Regions from separate parts of the Mus musculus genome. Here all the other regions are linked to region 1. The links are chromatin contacts, called in public Hi-C, Micro-C and promoter capture Hi-C maps. All regions are on one chromosome and are shown on one strand. The core of a region is the stretch at or near the end of the contact, and the rest is flanking DNA. Distances in the headings are between cores, read along the strand shown.

What was found. Promoter capture Hi-C pulls out the DNA fragments that hold promoters and counts their contacts. Hi-C and Micro-C count contacts between places; a contact is called where the count stands out from the background.
Region 2: a Micro-C map of embryonic stem cells shows a contact between it and region 1, with 2.6 times the contacts expected there. The contact joins the promoter of Sypl2 here to the promoter of Alx3 in region 1. A contact is called at or near these places in 6 of 39 promoter capture datasets (the C10 cell line, embryonic stem cells, liver and 2 more) and 2 of 484 Hi-C or Micro-C datasets (embryonic fibroblasts and embryonic stem cells).
Region 3: a Hi-C map of embryonic fibroblasts shows a contact between it and region 1, with 5 times the contacts expected there. The contact joins the promoter of Atxn7l2 here to the promoter of Alx3 in region 1. A contact is called at or near these places in 3 of 39 promoter capture datasets (the SN4741 cell line, cranial neural crest and stem cell-derived epiblast-like cells), 1 of 484 Hi-C or Micro-C datasets (embryonic fibroblasts) and 1 of 9 other capture datasets (adipose tissue).
Region 4: a contact with region 1 is called in a promoter capture Hi-C map of cranial neural crest. The contact joins the enhancer-like site here to the promoter of Alx3 in region 1. A contact is called at or near these places in 10 of 39 promoter capture datasets (the 3T3-L1 cell line, the C10 cell line, the HPC-7 cell line and 5 more), 1 of 115 datasets of contacts at active chromatin or transcription factors (embryonic midbrain) and 1 of 9 other capture datasets (embryonic stem cells).

What each region holds. Positions count from the first base shown.
Region 1 is chr3:107,593,661-107,596,320 of GRCm38.p6, reverse strand. Alx3 (aristaless-like homeobox 3) reads right to left here and starts at 1,290. Exons shown (of 4, transcript NM_007441.3): 1 at 869-1,290. The coding sequence starts at 1,145.
Region 2 is chr3:108,225,309-108,227,968 of GRCm38.p6, reverse strand. It overlaps Sypl2 (synaptophysin-like 2), which reads left to right and starts at 1,370. Exons shown (of 6, transcript NM_008596.1): 1 at 1,370-1,605; 2 at 1,772-1,846. The coding sequence starts at 1,552.
Region 3 is chr3:108,209,208-108,211,867 of GRCm38.p6, reverse strand. Atxn7l2 (ataxin 7-like 2) reads left to right here and starts at 1,341. Exons shown (of 11, transcript NM_001289545.1): 1 at 1,341-1,523. The coding sequence starts at 1,397. It also overlaps a transcript of Sypl2 not described here.
Region 4 is chr3:108,165,299-108,167,958 of GRCm38.p6, reverse strand. No RefSeq gene overlaps it. Among named protein-coding and RNA genes, the nearest start is that of Gm40122, 8.8 kb to the left of the region's middle. Within about 2 kb of position 1,323, at least 99 of the 459 cell types and tissues checked have an H3K27ac peak or open chromatin away from gene starts, as enhancers often do. A contact at or near this core is called in the HPC-7 cell line, hippocampal neurons and pre-B cells, where this site is marked.

The DNA of each region.
Region 1 (2,660 bases), core at 41-2,540:
CAAAAGAGTCTTGGCAGGCCCTGCCACTCAGGCGCATTCTCAGATAATGGTACGGTCCGACCCGCCTTAGCACACAGGGCACGGTCCCCGGAGTGGGATGCGCCCTGGGATTTAGGATAGTTCGGGACCGCTTCCGACGGCTCAGCGGTGATGATTCGGTGCCGAGATGCCAACTGCAAGAAGGGTAGCCATCCCCGTGGCGACGGGGAGGCCAAGTTAATCTGAGAAACAAGAACATAGTTATTTGATCTTGAAGACAGTCCCAGTTCTGAGGGGGAGCAGCCACCGCCACTCTGCGGAGCGACTTAACGGCATCAGAAAACCTTTTCCTGCAGAGGCTGGGCCCGAGGATGAGAGCTGGGTAAGTCCAGGACACAGCCTTTCCCTCGCTGAGTCCAGTTTGGCCACTAAGTCGAGGCCCAGCCTCTACGCCCTCAGCGGGCGCCATGCACAAAAGCAGAACTCTTCTCTCCCAGCTTTGGGGCCCAGTTAGGCTCCGGGGCCCTCCACCCAGTCCCCTCTTCTGGGTCGGTGGCAGAGAGGCTCGGCTCCGGATGAGCGCGATCTCTCCTCCCAGGTTCAATCACCTTGGGGGTCGGAATGGGCCCAAGATCGTCCCTACTCCACCCTCCTTTGACCTCCCGCCTCCCATTGCCTCTGCCGGCCGGGGACACAGGCGATTCTGCGGTCCCCAATGCCCTGGCCTTGTCCGGCCAGGCCAGCAGCGATCTAGCGAGGGAATCGTGGAAAATGCGAGACGTACCCAAAGTTAAGAAGCAAGAAAGCGGGAGAGTCGGGGAGACCAGGAAGGGCTGGGGATAAGAACGACATGGGGTTCCACCACCACCCCCGACCCCCGGCGTGTTACCTTCCGCGGAGCCCTCGTAGAAGTGGCCGCCGTTGAGCACCGGGCCTGGCCCGAGGTCCTGCAGGTACTTGGCGGGCGGCTTGGCGGGCTCTGGGAGGTAGGGTTCCAGGGGCCCACAGGCCGGGAAGCGGCTCAGGCGCGGACCGCGGGGTGGCGCGGGGTGCAGGTGAGGCGCAGCATCGGGAGTCCCCTGGGGACCCGGAGCCTCGTCCCCCGCGGCCGCGTAAGGACCGGCCGCCGGCCCCACGGAGAAAGGCGCGCAGCGCTCGGGGTCCATGCCGGCTCGGGCTCACAGGCCGCCGGAGCTCCGGGGCTCCCGCTAACCCGCGCGGCCTGTGAGCCAAGGGGGAGGGACCTGGGCTCGGGGGCGCGGAGCCCCCGGGAGCGGCGCGCGCCGCGGGGGGTGGGGGGCAGGAGAGGGGGCCGCGCCTCTGACTTAATGCTGGAACCATCCACGTCACGTGCGGCCCCGTGCGGGTTAACCCCTCGGAGCCCAGGAACACCCCCACCCCACCCCATTCACCCCGAGTCTGGTATCACAAGCAGTTGGAAGAGAAGAGAGGGAAGCTGCTTCCTTTCGAGGGCAGGATCCCTTTTGTCTAGCAGTCGGGTGAGTCCTTGGCTCTGAGCTGCACCCTCAAGTCCTGATATCCATCTTAGTGGCTCTTGGCCCTGGGGAGGTGAAACGGTGAGGGCAGACATCCTCCCCACCCCCGCACCCTCCCCCATCCCTCCTCCAACATTCTCTTTGAGGCCTGATCTGACATCAGTCTGAGAAGAGAGGCCTCTACTGTGGTAGAGTTTCCCCTTCACCTTGCTCGGTTTATTTTTGCTGGTAGCTGGAAAAAAGCAAGGGCATCTCCCTTAGACACTTGTTTTGCCTGGACATCCTAGAGACTGGATGCTGTGGAAACAGCAGGGGGCTTGGGAGCTTGGGCCTCAATACTGTCATTGATTATCTGTGATTTGAACCTCTCACTTAGCGTTTTCAGCTGACTGTGGTCCATCTACATTTGGTGGTGAGTTCCAAAGCCCAGGCAGGCCAAAACAGACAGAGAGATCTCTAGGTTTCACAGTGGTCTGCCCAGGTAGCTTTTTGGGTCAGCTATGGAAGAGCAGAAGGGTCATTGTCCTTCTGAGCAGCATAAACTGAATGTCACTCAGATCCACTGCAAATTAACTGCTTCAGGCTTGCTATTTTAGACATAGCGAGGGTAGGATTGCATCTCCCAAAGGTGAGTCTCCTCGACCCAAAGGAAGCCTAGGATTAGGGTATAGCTTAGCCTTTCTGAAACTGAATAATCCTTACTGTGCCTAAGATCTGGGAAGAAATACCAGAGGTCCTTTGGACCCGAGCTTAAAGATCCCTTAGGTCCGGGTTAAAACATTTATATTTTTAGGACCCCTGGAGATTAGCGAGAGGGGCAGGGAGTCAAACATCATTTGTATTCTATTTGAATTCTCATTTTTAAAAGGAATCTAAGAGGCCTGGTGTGAACACCTCCCTCTTCCGTTGGAGGCTTAGAGGAGGTTTCTTGGCTGTCCTCAGCCAGAGTTGGGCTGTAAATCAAGGCCAAACAGGAACCAGAAGCCTTGCATCTCACAAGGAGTCATTAAGCCATTATTAAACATACCGTAACTTTTCTGAAGCCTTATTGGCTTAAACACCACATTGGAGGCATTATGGCCATTAGGGCCCCTAATCACAGACTGCAGGCTAGGCAGAGATGGGAGCACCTGGGGCTGATATTTCCAGCTAGAGAAGCCTGGCTTAAAATGAGGTTTTCCCCTC
Region 2 (2,660 bases), core at 121-2,620, 630 kb before region 1:
AGTACAGAAATGACTGTAGAACAGGAATCTAAGACAGCAGAATAACTTTTAAAAGATGTATTGATCCTTACTTTATGTATGTGAGTGTTTGCCTGAGGCGTGTATGTGCATCTGATGTGTAAGCCTGGTGTCCAGGGGCCAAATGGGGCCATGAATAGCCTAGAAGTGGAATTGCAGATGTGTGTGAGGTGCCATGTGAGTTCCAGGAGCCAAACCATGGTTTTCTGAGAAAGCAATGTTCCTAACTGCTGAACCATTTCTCCTGTCCCCATGATTTATTACGGGCATATCTGTGGACTCAGCAATTCCTTATTTAGCCCAAATTTGCATGTAATTCCATGGCAGAAGTTTCCTTCAACTCCAGCCTTAGCTGGTTGCCTCCCCACACACTCATGGCCAGGTTTGGGAAGACATTTATCCAATGGCTGGATTGTATAAATAACAGCAGAACATTTAATCAAAAAGCATTGGTTTTGAAATGCTGGAAGCATAGTGGCAGATCATCAAAGAAATGACTTTGATGGACGAGAGTTAAGAGCAAAGAAGGAAGGCTGGTTTCCTCCTGGGCCCGCCCATTGGCTCATTCAGCTTCTTTGGGTAAATGAAGTCATCTTTAACTACCTAGATTTCCACTCCTTGTAAACCTAATGTGTAATACTAGCAACTGCTCACTTCCGGCTACCGCAGAACACTTTTCGAAAATTAGGCCCATTCAAAGTCAATCAAACTGCAACTCTGCCTAGTTTTCAATACAAACGCTAATCTCCACTCCCACGGCTCCTCCGAGACTTCATTCTCATTTAAATAGTGTTGGCGGTTAAAAGGAGATCGAATTCTTACTTTTTAAAGTTTGATAACTTTAAAACTCATTAACATCCAAACGCTGTTTGTTGTTAAAAAGTAAGACCGTGTCTGATGCGAAGTAAAAGTTCAGTTCTTTGTTCTGGCTGGTGGAGCGCCGTTGTTACAGCAGCAGAAGCACTAAGAATGCCTTAGGTAAATCTTGTGTGCTCTAGTCACTACGGTATTTGTAGAAGAAAACCCTTCCACAGAACCCAGGAAAATCGGGAAAGCTGCACTAGAGCCCACGCATCCCGTGTAGGTTCCTGACCTTGGCCGTGGCGTTGAAGCAGCTGGGCTGTTCTAGTGGGGACCCATCCTGGAAGCTTCTGGCAAAAACCCCGGAGCCTTCTGGCAGCCCGACGGCTAGCAGGCTCCACAGGTCCCTTTAAGGCGCCCTACGCGCGGAAAAAGGGGAGAGCAAGGGGCGGGAGCAGGGTTCGCGATCGCACGCCACGTGACTCGGCTGCCAAGTCCGCCAGATTGTTTGACAGAAGTTTGAATCGGACTCGGGGGTTTTCTGCAGCCGGCGGGGCAGCGCGGCGGACAGAGCCTCCGAGAGCGCGAGCAGCAGCGCCCCCACGACCCAGCCCGCCAGCCTGGAGCCCGGCCTGCCCACGGCCTCGAGCCCGCCGCCCCCAGCGCCCCCGCGCCCCACGCAGCCTCCCGGCCAGGGAGTCGAACCCTTGCACTGCGCCCCGACGCGCCAGCATGTCCTCGACGGAGAGCCCCGGCCGCACCTCGGACAAGTCTCCGCGCCAGCAGGTAAGCCCCGAGTACCCGGCCTGTGGACTCTCGCTAGTCCCTGTCTACCTAGATGTCCCGAATGTGTCTGATTCCGTCTCTCCCGCCCCCGCAATGTGAATAGAAAGCCCCACGCTTTCCCTCCGGGCCGGCCCGCCTTGACCGTCTGCTGGCTTTGTCTCCGCAGGTGGACCGCCTGCTCCTGGGGCTGCGCTGGCAGCGCCTGGAGGAGCCGCTGGGCTTCATCAAAGTTCTCCAGTGGGTGAGTCGGCCCTAACCCCGGGCTATTTCGGGAGCCTGGATTGTGACGCGGACCCGAAGCAATGTGGCCCCGGAGGAGGCTGGGGAGATGCAGCGGGCCCAGCCACCGCGGAAGGGTGGGGGGTGGCGACAGGTGGGCGGGGGAGGGGAGAACCAGGGTTGCTGCTCCAGCGCTCGGTGGAAGGAGGGAGAGGAGCCCGGCATGCGGAGTCCCGGATTCGGACCTTCTATGTGCAAGGCGCCTTTGCCCAGGGCGCTCACATTTCACTCGGACGAGAAGACCCGGGTGTAACCTTTCCAGAACTCTGATCCTGCACATACCACTCTTCAGTGGCGGGAGGGGTGAGGAGGACAAGGAGGGTAAGGTCCACTTTGCAGTGAGAACAACGCTACTACTAAAGGCACCAGGAAAGGAAATGGGTTACAGAAACCATCCTGCCTGGAACCTTCTAGGACCTGGATGATCCCTGGGGTGGACTCAGGAGACAGACTACCAGCTGAAGTCACTGGAGCAATTTGGGAAACTGTAACCGAGTAAAGAAATGGATGGATGAATGAACAGTTTCCCAATCCAATGATTACATAAAAAAACCAATTAAGACAGAAGAAAATGTGACAGCTGGCATAACAGAACATTGAGCCGGGAAGGAGGGATGGTAGGTTGCAGGCCTAGAGCTACCTGTCTCAGCTCTATGACCTTGGACAAGTCACTTCTCTGGACACTAGTTTCCAACATTAGTCAAACATGGATCAAATGCCTGTCAGCATTCTAGAGTATAGCTCAATATTAGATTTACCCTGTGACCTTGAAACAT
Region 3 (2,660 bases), core at 92-2,591, 620 kb before region 1:
ATGTCACATTTACATTCTCTAGAAAAATGTACTTGGGCACAGTTTTACATTTAGTCTCATCAGGTTTCTGGGCCTCTTAGGGACCACCTCTGGGTGGGTCTTAGGTTTAGAACTTCTGCCCTCAGATGTTATTCTTTATGTAGTTAAACTGCTCTTATATGGGAGGCAGAAAGTCACAGACCTTGACTTAATTGCTCCCAAACTTGGCTTCATTTTAGGCAAAGGGATGCAATATGGCGTGATGGGTGAGGTAGTCAAAGAAAAAGAGGATTAATATTTAATTTCCAATGAGAATGGGGACGGAGATGAAGGTAGATTTTTGTCTCTTCTGTGAGGGTGGGAAGAAATATTATCAGCTGAGAAGGTGGGTGATTAAGGTACTTTCTGGACCTTAGCAGAAAAAAAGAAAGAAAGAAAGAAAGAAAGAAAGAAAGAAAGAAAGAAAGAAAGAAAAGAAAAGATAGATATGAGAAACCTCCCTATGCCAAGGCTTCAATAGCAGCTTTTCCAGCGGTGAAAAGATTCACTAGAAAAAGAAGCCAAAATGATGAATGGAGTCAGGGTCCAGCCAGGATTTGGGAAGAGGCGGTGCAGGTTATCGATTGTAGTTCCCAGGAGGAGAGAGACGATCAGCAGAGACACTGCAAACACCAGCAGCCTTGGGGCTACCCTAGTTCTGGGGCTGGTTCTGGATCGGCGATAGCCTTCTGTCATACTGACAGGTGATCTTAGCAAGCTCAGCCAGGTCCTCCCAAACCTAAGACACAGTACTCCAAACCTCCGTTCTGCATCAAGGCAGCGTGCGTTTCCCATAGAGGAACAGCACAGGAGCTGTGGCCCTCCCCCACCCCAAGCCCTGTGTCCTTCAGCACGTCCTGCACACTCCCTCCCCTTGCCCTTCTGATTCACTGCGCCCACCTCCTTGCACCTACCCTATTCGATCTACAGGGGTGCAGAGGCGCTTCGTGGCCGCCAGCCCAGGAAGGGGCGCCAGCCAGCTGGCGGATGCACGGCTTTAGAAGAGTATCTTGGGCAGAAAGAGGTTTGGGGCTCGGGTATGCGCAGTAAGTTTGGGAGAGTGAACTAGTGGCACAAAGGACGTGTACGGAGGGGTTGAAAGAGGATATCCCGAGGCTTTGATCTCTCCTTCCCCGCGTGCGATTGTGCATTTCGGAAGGGATCCCTCGGCTAGCTCCGTAAGCATCGCCACCCCTCCGCAACTACACTTCCCAGAAAGCTGTGTTGAGAGTGAGGTAGTGGCAGGAGGCACGAGCTGCGCTTGCGCAGAGAGTGAACTGGCAAGGTAGGGGGAGAGGGAGGCGTGCCCCCGGTCGGAGGGTGGGGGGAGGGGGCCGCGCGGCGGCGGCGCCAGGGCGGGCGCGCGTCCGCGGCGGTGATGGCGGTGCGTGAACGCGCGGTGGCAGCAATGGCCGCTCTGGAGCGGCGAGTGCCGAGTCTCGATGACTTCGCGGGACAGAGCTGGAGCTCGTGGGTGGAGCGGGCCGACCTGCCTGCGGCAGACGGTGAGTACAGACACATTAGAATCCGGGGACCCCATCACTATCTCCCCTCCCCCCCAGGGCCCCCTCCAGCTGAGGGGAGCCGCCGACTAGAGCCGCCGTCCGGCTCCCCGGCCCCCCAAACAAAGGACCCGCCGGGTCCTAGTGCCCGCCTGCTCAGACACCTTCGCGCCTCCGGGTCCTAGCGCCGGCGTATCGCTCGCAGCCCACCCTGCCCACCTCTGTCTCTGCGGGTGTACAGTACCTGCCCCCCACTTTACTTGCCTTTATCTTTCTTCTCGTGAGCCGTCCTCCAGCTTTTTTCGGTTCTGCACCTGCTCCGGCTCTACCCATCTGCAACAGTCCTCTCCACGTGTTTCCCACGCACCCCACTTCTGTGCCCCCCTCCCCACCCACTTGATTCTTCGCCTTTTGCCCCGCACCTTAGCTTCTTTCAACGTCTCCCTGTCTGCTCAGTTTTCCCGAACCCCCGCCCCCTCTGCTTTAGTTCATCCATCCTCCATCCATCCATCCATCCATCCTCCCGACCTCCCTCTATCAGTCCATCCATACATGACTCCAAGCCTCCATCCTTTCCTGGGCCTCTTGTCCTGCCCCTTGGCTCTCTTCCTTGACCCCTATTTTCTGTAGGCCCTTGAGTGTCTTTGGTGAGCAGGCCTGCAGCCCCTTCTGATCTTTGTCTCCTGGGCCCCAGGGAGCACCTGGCCTCGTGGCCTTTCGGGGTGACAACAAGCATCACACCCCTGAAGAAGTTTGCAAGTGAGAAGAGGTGGAGGAGGAGATCTCATGGAGCGGTCTCTAATGCCACTTGTTCTCTTTTGAGACCTCTGACTTACAGCTCTGTTCTGTCATTCCCCACACTTGAATTTAAGGGACTTAAAAGAGTGGGAGCTGCCCCTTATCTTTTGCATGCCTAACCCACTACCACTTACATCTGGGTATTATGATTGCCAATAATCTTCTCATCCTAGAAAGGGGCCACTCTGTTAGTGAGCATTAGAGAGTCATCCTAGATGGGCATACAGGCCACCCTTGGACTGCCCCCATGCTGAGTGGGCTAAGATGGGGCCCTCGCTGGGTCTAGGTGCACTGAGAACTGGAAATGGACTCAGATTTGGTGACTCAGAATTGATCCCCCCA
Region 4 (2,660 bases), core at 74-2,573, 570 kb before region 1:
CATGTGCTTCTACTTAGAGCCAAGTACTGGTTTCTAAGGGCTGGAACTCAGCTGGATAGAGTTCAAGTCTAGAATTCAGACCACTGTCTGTCTGTCTGTCTGCCTGTCTGTGCTTCATTCACGACGGACTCTGCAGGGGCTGTCCTAGCAGTCCGGAGAGCAGAGGAGGTTGTATGTAGCTGGCCTCTGTTCACAGGGGCAGAACCGCTGTCTGGCACTGCAGCAGCTGGGGCTCTGAGAGGCCTAGGGACTCTCGCGGTTTCTCATGGCCGTGCTGTGTGGGAAGAAGGGCAAAAGCGAACACTCCTCTCCCACCTCTGCCAGAAACTCGAGGACATGAGCCTGGGAGACCTCAGGGCTCCGTGAAAACTCAATGTGGGATGCTTGCGAGGGGTGGCTGAGGCCCGGAAGGAGCATCTGACAGAAGACGACTCAGGCAGGCACGGCAGAGCTCAACACTCAGCCTCACCATCTCTCACTAAATCAAATGAGAGAGAAGCCCATGATTTTTCAGAGGTTTCCCCCCACCCCCACCCCAGGTTTGACACTTTAAAACTCTGAAAGTAAAGAGTCAGTTTACTAAGCAATTCTGGGCTCCCTCGAACTCCTGGGGTCAGGTAGCTTGCCTCAGGTGTCACCCAGCTGAGCCTCAGGCCAGGGACGGGGTGTGGGGGGCAGGGGAGAGCTGTCATCTCTTCCTTCCATCACCCCTATTCCCTAAGGATCAGAAGAGCTGTCATTTCCCCATCTCACAGGAAACCAAACCCAACTGAGCCCAGGGGCACACTGAAGTGGCCAGGGGCCAAGAGAAGCAGCTGCCTTGGGTGTCATCTTGCTGCAGGAGTGGAGAGGACCTGGACTTTTAAGGTCCCCTTTGAGACTGGGTAGGTAATACGAGTCTTTCCCCTCCCATTACCCTGGGAGAGAAGGTTGGAATGGTCCCCAGAACTGGGCCAGCACTGGCCCCAAAGTGTGTCTATCTCACTCACCAAGCTCCCAGATGGTTAGAGCTGGGTTTCCACGTGTGAACTCGAAGCTTGTGCGCAGGAGGCAGCCTTTGAGAGAAACACAGCCCAGAGAGCCAGGGGAGGCAGCCACCAAGCTGTTTCCCCCACACACAGACAGGGTATTGATCCTGCTCGCTCACTCCCCCCCCCCCCCCCCCCCCCCGCCTTTTCTCCACTTCATGGCGCAGCTAATGGCCTGGAAAAGACTGGCCAGCTGTTCCCCAGCTGTGACATAATGAGCCCAGGGACGATCAATGCCGTTCCGGTCTCTAATTAGGCCGGGAACTGGCTGGGGTGAAAGTGTGGCCTGTTTCCTGAGGGTGCAGCTTCCACTCCAGTCCCCAGCTGCATTTTGCTGGCAGCCACCTGGGCCCCTGCATCTGCACCCTGGAGGAATAGACAGGGCCCTCCAGTGGCCATTGAGAGGGTTTCTGGCCCAGAATTCTGTCTAGGGAGGCAGAAGTAGAGGCTACAGAATCTCTCTCTCTCTCTCTCTCTCTCTCTCTCTCTCTCTCTCTCTCTCTCTCTCTCCCTCCCTCCCTCCCTCCCCTTCTCTCTCTCTCTCTCTCTCTCTCTCTCGTGTGTGTGTGTGTGTGTGTGAGAGAGAGAGAGAGAGAGAGAGAGAGAAAGAGAGAGAGAGAGATGGCTTCCCCTTGCTTGCTGTCATATCCTATTCTCTGCTTGCAGTCACTTGGTGCAGTGGTCTTCAACCCTGGTCCCCGCCAGCTCCATAGGCCTGAGGCTCTGTCGAGGACTCTCCCAGACACAGGTCCCAGATACCCAAGCCAGAGGCTAAAGGCAAGTCTGGCCGCTGGCCCAGCCTCCCTCTGCTATTCCTTCCCTCATCCAGGGAGGCAGGGACCAGCGCTTCAGTGTGCTCAGTGCAGGGGAGGAAGTAAAAGGTGTACATTCAAGCAGAGACAGGAGGAGAGTGGAGAGCTGACCCAAAGCCTGGAGCCAGAGAGGAGGAGGGAGGAAGGAGGGAAACAAAAGAGCCAAATAAGAAAGGCAGAAAAGGCGAGAAAATGGGGCAGTCAGTCCAAAGAACGGGAAGCTTAGGGAAAAGAACCAGGCCACGCCTTGTGCTCTGTGCTCGGAGGGTCAGCCCCCAAGCGTGGGATCAGATGCCCCACTAGGGAAGCTGAGGTGCCACAGAGACTCTCCAGGGGCCTGGTGTGTAATTTCAGGACCAGGAAGAGAATGGTTGGGGTCAGAAGGGCACAAGGCAAGAGCAGGGGTGTGTGGGCGGGGCTGCCTTGAGGGCTGAACAGGCCAGTGAGCTGTGCTCTCTAAGTACTGGGGGAGCTGAGAGCAAAGTCAGAAGAAGAGGAGGGGGTATTTTAGGATCCCCAAGAAGGCTCTGGAGGGAGGGGCCTGGGATTTCTGCAGCCTCTAATTCAGAGCAAGTCAATATGGCCCCGTGGTTTTTAGGGGTAGCCTGGGTTGAAGAGTATACATTGCCAGCCAGCCCTAGCACCATTTGAAACTTCAAACACAAACCGATCAGACCCAATTGATTATGTTTATCCCTTTCTTGGGCCATCCCCGACTCCTGGGCACTCTTTCTGTCTGGCTGTGATTCCAAGAAGAGACCCATTTGGAGAGACCAAAGTGTCCAGTTTCGTTCATCTTCTATCCCACCTGCCCAGGCAG